3 separate regions of the Rattus norvegicus genome follow, and all the other regions are linked to region 2. Evidence: chromatin contacts called from public Hi-C data. All regions are on one chromosome and are shown on one strand. The core of a region is the stretch at or near the end of the contact, and the rest is flanking DNA. Distances in the headings are between cores, read along the strand shown.

The links. A called contact is a pair of places that touch in the nucleus more often than the background predicts.
Region 1: a contact with region 2 is called in a Hi-C map of liver, with 4 times the contacts expected there. The contact joins two enhancer-like sites. A contact is called at or near these places in 5 of 12 Hi-C or Micro-C datasets (Schwann cells, hepatocytes, kidney and 2 more).
Region 3: a Hi-C map of liver shows a contact between it and region 2, with 5 times the contacts expected there. The contact joins two enhancer-like sites. A contact is called at or near these places in 2 of 12 Hi-C or Micro-C datasets (kidney and liver).

The regions. Positions count from the first base shown.
Region 1 is chr6:104,166,991-104,169,690 of GRCr8, forward strand. The region is part of intron 7 of Rad51b (RAD51 paralog B); the gene reads left to right. Among named protein-coding and RNA genes, the nearest start is that of Atp5pdl1, 260 kb to the right of the region's middle. Within about 2 kb of position 1,396, at least 20 of the 93 cell types and tissues checked have an H3K27ac peak or open chromatin away from gene starts, as enhancers often do. A contact at or near this core is called in liver, where this site is marked.
Region 2 is chr6:104,357,211-104,359,986 of GRCr8, forward strand. The region is part of intron 9 of Rad51b (RAD51 paralog B); the gene reads left to right. All of the region lies in intron 1 of LOC134479406 (a long non-coding RNA gene), which reads right to left. Among named protein-coding and RNA genes, the nearest start is that of Atp5pdl1, 72 kb to the right of the region's middle. Within about 2 kb of position 1,516, at least 3 of the 93 cell types and tissues checked have an H3K27ac peak or open chromatin away from gene starts, as enhancers often do. A contact at or near this core is called in liver, where this site is marked.
Region 3 is chr6:104,519,206-104,521,905 of GRCr8, forward strand. No RefSeq gene overlaps it. Among named protein-coding and RNA genes, the nearest start is that of Rpl36l6, 29 kb to the right of the region's middle. Within about 2 kb of position 1,411, at least 3 of the 93 cell types and tissues checked have an H3K27ac peak or open chromatin away from gene starts, as enhancers often do. A contact at or near this core is called in liver, where this site is marked.

The sequences.
Region 1 (2,700 bases), core at 146-2,645, 190 kb before region 2:
TGGGTAGCTTGGTGAGCTGTTTCAGGCCACAGACATATGTGAGCAGCTCAGGGATGTTCCGATATGGACACTAACAGGACCGTACTTCAGTGACCACCTCCTTCTTCCTAAGGCTGTATTGTCTATCCTACAGTTTTTAGGAATTTTCTGAAAAATTACATTGTATCGGTTTGTGACGAGCTTAAGCTTTCAAAGAAATCCCACTGGATCCTCAAGAGTGTTTCGTTGAAGAGAAAGAGTGGATATCAAAAGCAAGCCACTTTTTTTTTTTTTTTTTAATCTTAGAACTGACGGGAGGTGGCTGTTCACTCTACATCTGTCTTTTCTGTGCATTTGCAAACTCCAGCTGAGGGCAGCGATGTGGCTTTTCCTGAAGTTACACAGAAAGTTAGTTCAGGAACAGCAAAGAAAAGCCCTGTCTTCTCATGCCTGGTTTGTCACCATGATGTGAGCTCTGTCCTTCACAGAGGAATTTAGTCTTGTTGCTTGTGGGCGAGACAGTGGTGGTGCACACCTTTAATCCCAGCACTAGAAAGGCAGAGTCAGGCAGATTTCTATGAGTTTGAGGCCAGCCGGGGCTACAGAGAAAGTTCCAGGACAGCCAGAGCTATACAGAGAAACCCTGTCTTGGAAAAAGAAAAATTGTGAATATCTAAGACATTGGAGTGGCTTGACAAGGTAGGCTTGGCATCCTCAATAAAGCATAATTTTAAAGAAACGTATTTGGAACACTCTACTTTTAACCTAGAGTGATAATTCTAGCCTGCAGAAATTTTGCACAAAGTGCCCCCCACATACATTTTGAACAGATCCTCAAGGCAGCTTTGTGGAAGTAGGAAAAACACATCTAAATACAGCTGTTTCCCAGAAAACAGAACCCAAGCGGGAAGCTGTGTGAGATTTAACCACACTGCTAGCAAGTTACTGAGCAGGCTCCTGCCCAGACGTGCAGGCCCAGCCCACAGCTTATCTCATGGCCCCAGCACGCATTCATTGCTAAAATGGTGTTTTAAAATGCAGTTCCCTTTCTTCATCTCCTGCAATGTGTATACTTTTTCTGCCCAGTTCCAGACAATGCTGCCATATCCACCATTTACCATATGTGGAGGGAATGGACCTTTTCAAATCACCGAAGTAGAGTTGTTATTCCTTTCTCCTCCATGTCCTAACTTCAGATCCAGTGCTCTTCGCGTCGCCTTCAGATGAGAGGGGCCGTCGGGGTTAATTGGCAGTGTCTCACCAGGCTGCCAGTGTTGAATGACCTTCATTTTTTTAGAAAGAAAAACAAGGGGTGGGGAACTTAGAAAAGTTTATGGCTCTCCTGAAACCCAGCATGTGTTGCCAAGACATGCTGCTTACTTTCACGTGGATCGCTAGGTGGCAGGATGGCCACACCACTGGCGGGATCCCAGGGACTGCTGTGGTGAACCTAGACATCTGTGGCTGGGGAGATTAGGCTAACCAACCTGGCTGATATTTTCTTGACAGGGAACTGGCCGAAGTGATTCTGAAACATATGCTTCCAAGATACTGTCTTTAAATTTCCTTCTTCCTTTATTCCCTCAGCCCACTTGCAGTTTAATTTTTCTGCCCCATTGCATGCTGGTAGCAGAGGGCAGACACCACCTGCCAGCAGCTGCTTCGAAAGGCAGACTGTGATGGGTGCACGCAGTGGTGCTGGCACCCTTGCCTTGGCATGTCATCTGGGTCATGGGTGTCTGAAGGTAAGACCTTCCCTTGAGTTAATTAGATATTTCTCAGAGGGACAGCAGATTGAGCCTAAAGATCACAGTACCACTAACTCATTACCCTAAAGATTACTGTCCCCACTAACTCAAATACACTAAAGATCACAAAAGCAAACAAACAGAACAATGACAAAATGAGATTTTTGTTTTGCTGGCACAGCGCCATCTTGATTGTGCTGTATCGCTGGACAGGGAGAGCTGCTGTATGTGGATGAGACTTGGTTCCCAGTTTTTGTTTTTGTTTTCTTACCTAATAGTTTACCAGGGTCTGCTACCCTGGATGCCTTGCACGCCACAGGCCGCAGGCCACAGGCCACAGTAAGCTGAATAAAGCTCTAGTACAAGTTGTGTCCTTTCATGTTGTGAAGAGCACGAACTTCGGTTACAGAAATACTTCTCTGGATCTTTGGATTTTTTTTTCTAAGAAAGAAGGAACACCATTAAAACAAAACATTGCGTACCAAGTGAGGGTAGCACTCTGAGAGTACCTGCCTTGAGACTCCAGTAAAACCAAGTCTGAATGTAGAAGATTGATCAAACAGAAAGATTTCATTTTAATTACAAAGCGTTCTTTACTCACAGCTGAAACCACAATCAGATTTCATTAAACGGTGAGTACTGAGTTCCTGATGTGAATTGTTAATGATTCCATCTATGAGAATTTACAAAAAAAAAAAAAAAGAAGAAGAAGAAGAACATTTAAGTCTCAACTTTTCAGGAACTGACTGGTTGCATAATACCGAGAACCAAGTGTCTTTGTACAAGAACTAAAGTCACTTTGTACATCACGGCCTACTTACAGCCTACCATTGCCCAACTGGGGAACCCATGGCATTTTTCAGTTTTCAGCTAAGGGTCTTGATAAAACCCTAATTTTGCACATACAACATTGGCAACATGGAAGGGCCTTGTGAATATGGCCAACGTGACTTGTCTACGGGATTATCCTGTA
Region 2 (2,776 bases), core at 266-2,765:
ACAGCAATGAGGACTGGAGAGATGGCAATAGCTGTTCTTCCAGAGGAACCAAGTTTAGTTCCCATCACCCACACAGAAGCTTATAACTCCAGTACCAAGGAACCCAACACCCTCTTCTGGGCTGTGCAAGTGCCAAGCACATCACACGACACAGACATACAAGCAGGCAAGATACCCATACACATAAAATAAAATAATATTGTGTGTGTGTGTGTGTGTGTGTGTGTGTGTGTGTGTGTGTGTGTGTTAAAGAACAGTAATAAAACCGATTTCATTCTCAGAGAGCTGCAGAGACAGCGTGATGGGTTAGGGAGAGATGGCCCTAGGCTGGGGAGAGAATACTAGTTTCTGGAAGAGACAGCATTTGCACCCAGGCTGAAAGGCTTGGGCATTCAGAGATGAAAGGCAGTGCCAGTGTGGAAGCCACAAACCGTGAGGTCACTGCACAGATGCCCTAGCCAGCCCCCCACCCTTTACCCCCGCCTTGAATCATGCAATAACCTTACTGTGGGGTGTATTTGCTATCTTGTCTTTTCCTTGGCTGGTTTTTTCACCCCCAAGAGAAGTGGACTGATCTACATCTGTCCAATTGGGGCTTACCATTCGGTATTACAAATGGAGACTTTGGAACCCTCAGAGGCAGAGCCCACTTCTTTTTTTCCCCACAAAGGACTCAGGGTTTTCCTAGTCCCCAGGCCTCCTTGCAGGCCTATGTGCTGGAAAAGATACAGGGACTCTGGATGACCGCCCACATGTACACACTAGAACACTCCAACCATGAGAGGCCACTGAACATCTGAAGCAGAAGAGCCCAAGTCACCAGCTGTGAGGCCGTTTGCTTCCAAGGGTGGTTTACCCTGGGGAGTGGCTCAGTGGGTAAAGTACTTGCTATAGAAACGTGGCTACCTGAGTTCAGGTCCCAAGTAGCCATGTAGAAAACCAGGCATGGCAGTATGTGCCTGTAACTCTAGTTCTGAGGCAGGGTGCAGAGATAGGAGGATGCTGGAGGCCTGATGACCAGCCAGTAGAGCCATAATAGTGAGCGCCAGGTTTAATTGGAAAACCTGTCTCGAAAAATATGGTTGAGAGCAATACTGAAATACATTCAAAGTCTATCTCGGGCCCCACACTCCCCCTATATGCTACACATACACACACGTATATGCAGGAGCTAGCTTTTAGTTTGAATGGCAAAGGGGTGCAAAGGTATAGGCTACTGGGTCATGTTTCAGGAGAGAAGAGTCTTTGCGTATTTACAAAGACATGCAGCATTTGTCACTCTTTTCATTGACAGCTATGGGGCTTTTATATCCCCCAACTAGTTTTGTGAGACACACCTATGAAAACTCAGAAGCAGTGTGGACTTCCCCTCAACGTCCAGCCTTTGGGACTGCATCGAAGTGTTTGTGATCTGAAGTGCTTTGGACTTTCAACCACCTCTGTTTGCTCTCCTTTAGGTGTCCTCCTGTTTGTCAGTTTGGAGTTTGGATTTTGTCCCCTATCCAAACATGCTGCATTCATTAAGTGCGGTTTGCTGACACAACCCCCGCTCCCTGCAGAGGCTGAACTTACAACCTGAGCCCGCACTAGGTTTTTGAGCCACATCTCAGAGCTGATTCATTTGACTAACATTCCTAGTCTATTTTCTGAATGCCAAATCTCATTTCTCCTAACATGTCACCAATAACGGATACTCTGTTCCCAAAGAGACGGCCTTACATTTATTTCAATGAAATTGTACTCTCCAAGATATGCGATTTTCTGGTTACCTCTTAATATATAAACCTTTGACCTTCCGCTAAAATAAACATAAGATTTGTCTCAACGTTTTAGCCAAATTGAGATTCATTTGATTATCACAGTTGCCTGGTTAATGTACAAACTCCCCTTTGTCATCTTCTTCTTTTTCTTCTTCTTCTTCGTCTGTTTTAAAGCCTTATTTACTCATTGTATATGTATATATATGAGTACACTGTAGCTGTCTTCAGACACACCAGAAGAGGGCATCAGATCCCATCATAGATGGTTGTAAGCCACCATGTGGTTGCTGGGAACTTGACTCAGGACCTCTGGAAGAGCAGTCAGTGATCTTAACCACTGAGCCATCTCTCCAGCCCCTATGTTTCTCTTCTGTTACCTCCTCAAATCAACTTCCCTTGGGTGTGTTAGTCACATAATCCTCAGCCCTTTTCAGTGACCTCCACCCCTCTATTTAAAACCAAGCACTTCCCTAATCAACCACAATATCTGTTCTATGCTCTTTTCTTTTTTTTTTTTTTTTTGGTACTTTTTTTCGGAGCTGGGGACCGAACCCAGGGCCTTGCGCTTCCTAGGTAAGCGCTCTACCACTGAGCTAAATCCCCAGCCCCTCTATGCTCTTTTCTGCTCCCCTTCATAGACACACAACTGCCTAGCACACCACAGCCATTCAGCATTACCTTTTGCCTCCTTTAGAATGTAAGGTGTGTTGAGACAGAGTGGTTTTTGGTCACTTTCTTCCCTATTGGGCTCCATGTTTGTTTTAGGGTATGGGTACAGCAACATCTTCACTTGCCTCCGTAAAAATGCTGAATGTGACAAGGCCAAGGTTAGATTCGGGGGCACCTGCTCAAGGTTGCTGCCCCTCATAGGTTGCTAAGGACCGTTTGATCACTCGCAAACCCACTTAATGCTACCAGCATCCAGCCTTACTCGTCCTCACTTTATCCAGTAGGATACCAAGAAGGTTGATCACATTTTTTGCTACAATTAAATACCTCATGTTGGAGATACCCCT
Region 3 (2,700 bases), core at 161-2,660, 160 kb after region 2:
CACTTACACACACACACACACACACACACACACACACACACACACACACACACACCACACGAGCACAGATCTCAAGTTCTTGGATAAGGATGTCCTCCTCACCTGCTGTACTCTGGTTATGGCTTTGCCATTCCAACCTCCAGGGACTTCTGGTCCTAGCATCTCTGGCCTCCTGACCCTCACTTGGGAATAGACCCGCCACAGAGGCTGGATTTCCATCACCAGAAGGGAATCTTCCTGACTTTTAGTATACTTGAGAATAAGCTAGTTTGCCCAGCTTATTTATGTCAGTGAGGGCCACAATGTGCCAGTGTAAGTGCTAATTCTGTAGACAAGGTCCCTCTCCTCCTAAGCTGGGTTTAGTGAGGAAAACAGAATGCGTCAAGCAGCAAATGTGAATGCTGTTTCTCAGAAGGGAGCATGCCCAGGTTTCAGATCTGATGGGGTGGTGGCATTTCCACTGTGGGCAGAGGATCTTTTCTCACTTGCAGCTCACCCCGAGCCTAAGCAAGAGCTGTCTGTCACATGGTAGCTACTCAGTAAAATCTGCTGAACGCGCTAGCAAATGAACGAGGGCTTCTGTGCTTCCTGACAGAGTCTGATGCTGGGGTCTACTAAGTCTCCATTTAGAAAAACGCTGAACAGAAACGGAAGTCGTCCACCCTCCTGAGGACCGTACATGTGGGCGCGCTGCCTGTGGTTCCTTTGGGCTTAGAGGTGCTTATGCTGGGTCACAGCTGGGGAAGATGATATCCCTGAGATCCTGCAGGGAACCTTCCAGGCTTGCCCCCTTGGCCCCCAGACCACACCATGAAGAACTCTGTAAATGGATTCATCAAAGCGGGGAGAGCAAGCCTCTTGACAGGTGAGGATTTAGAACTGAAAGCAGAGATGCGTTCAAACTCCCTGGGCCCAGATGTCCTAACCACAGGCCGAACTCTTGAAGGAGAAGGGAGAGTAGTACCATGAACCTCACCTCTCTTTTCTCAAAAGAGGTTGATGGTTCTTGGGAATTCCCTTCAAGCATCCGAATGCAATGTGCACACAAACCCAAAGGTATTTGCTGTCAAGTTTCTAGGCAGGATTATGTCAAACTGACCAGCTGTTTCATCTGCCATGCTTACCTTAACTTCAAAAGGCTGGTCTTCTGTCCCAGGAAAATTGAGCCTTTACCATAAAACATTTCCAAATTCCCTCAGACCTCAAAACATGCCCACATTAAGGTATCTCTCTTAGGCCTCTGGAAAACTGTGTCGAATGTACACAAAGACTCCTCAACCTTCTGCCCTCCAGTAAGCACCTTCCCAAGAAGAGAAATAAAAACTGGTGACAGTGCGAGGTACACCGTGTGCAGCCCTACGGGCAATGTTTGCTCAGGGAGCTGATGGGGGCAGAAGTTCCTCTAGGTAAACTGTGCCCTTGAATGTCTGTGTACACACAGAAGGGGTGCCTTTGATAAGCTTAACCACCAATGCCACATGAGCATGTAGTGACCCTGGGTGGAGAGTCCAAAGAACTACATCTGGAGAGGAAACCAAGCCGCCATTCCCCACACATTCTAAAGGTACTCCTCAGTAGATCAGATGCGCTAAGGAGGCAGACCAGTGAAGCACTGTGTTTTACTTTGGGGTCCTGAGGTTAACTGACAGGGAAAAGCAAATGACTAAGGTGTACTATGGAAGATTCCAATGTCTTCCTTCTGTTGAACTACTTTAAGGAGAAGCAAGATTTACAACAGGCATGGCCCCCTCCGGGTTGGAAACACCAAGGGTTTGGAATCCCGCCCAGTCCTGGGGCCGGGACTTCACTTACCTGGAGCCTGCTGAGCAGGAAATGGGCCCCTGGAAGATGAGGTAAAGTGAACACTTTCTCAAGAAAATTACTCTCCCCACAGAGACCCAAGCACCTCGACAGAGAATAAATTCCAACCCAGAGTGAGCAGCTCTCAGGGCCATCTGGATACCGGTGTGATGTGGATGTGTGTGTTGCTTGGAAAGGAGCTGGGGTTCTAGCTCGCGCTTTCCTGTGCAGAGGGAAATGTTTGCGCCTTGCACATGGCTTCACAGTGGAGGGTAATTGGCAAAGACTATGAAAACCCATGGGTGGGCTTCTACCTCCGCTCAGAAGCATGTCTCCCTTGTGACGCCATCTTCCCATCTGCCCGGTCTTCCTCAAGTAAAAGAACTGTGCCTGTGGGAAGCTGAGAGGAATGATGGAAGCTGGGCTCCCAATCACAGCTCTCCTGAGGCCACTAAGACTGTCACTGGCAGGCCTGCAGGCCAGCAGGCCGAGGTGGGATTGGTGCAGGGCTGCAGTGCTTCCTGAGAACCGAGAGCCCCTTAACTTAAATTCTCTTCCCTCCTCTTCCTCCATCGTCTCTTCTGTTTCCTTAACACAAGCTCAAATTGTGATGTCAGAATATGGCAGACAGGAGTCTCCTATGTCTTATGAGAAGCCTGGGGGGATGGGGAGGTTCCTAAGTACTTTCAGTTGCCAGCTTGTGGGTTAAGTGTTTGAGCCTGTGGAAGTCCCCTCCAACTAGAATAAAGTGCTGTCTGACCAGAGACAAGAAACTAGAGAACTGCAGAGATACAGAGATATGCCCAGGGTCACACAGTCAGTAGTGACAGAGCTGGGTCCATGTAGTGCCCACCCTCATCCTCACTTCGCAGCACAGGGAGCTCTATTCTAGGTCTTTAC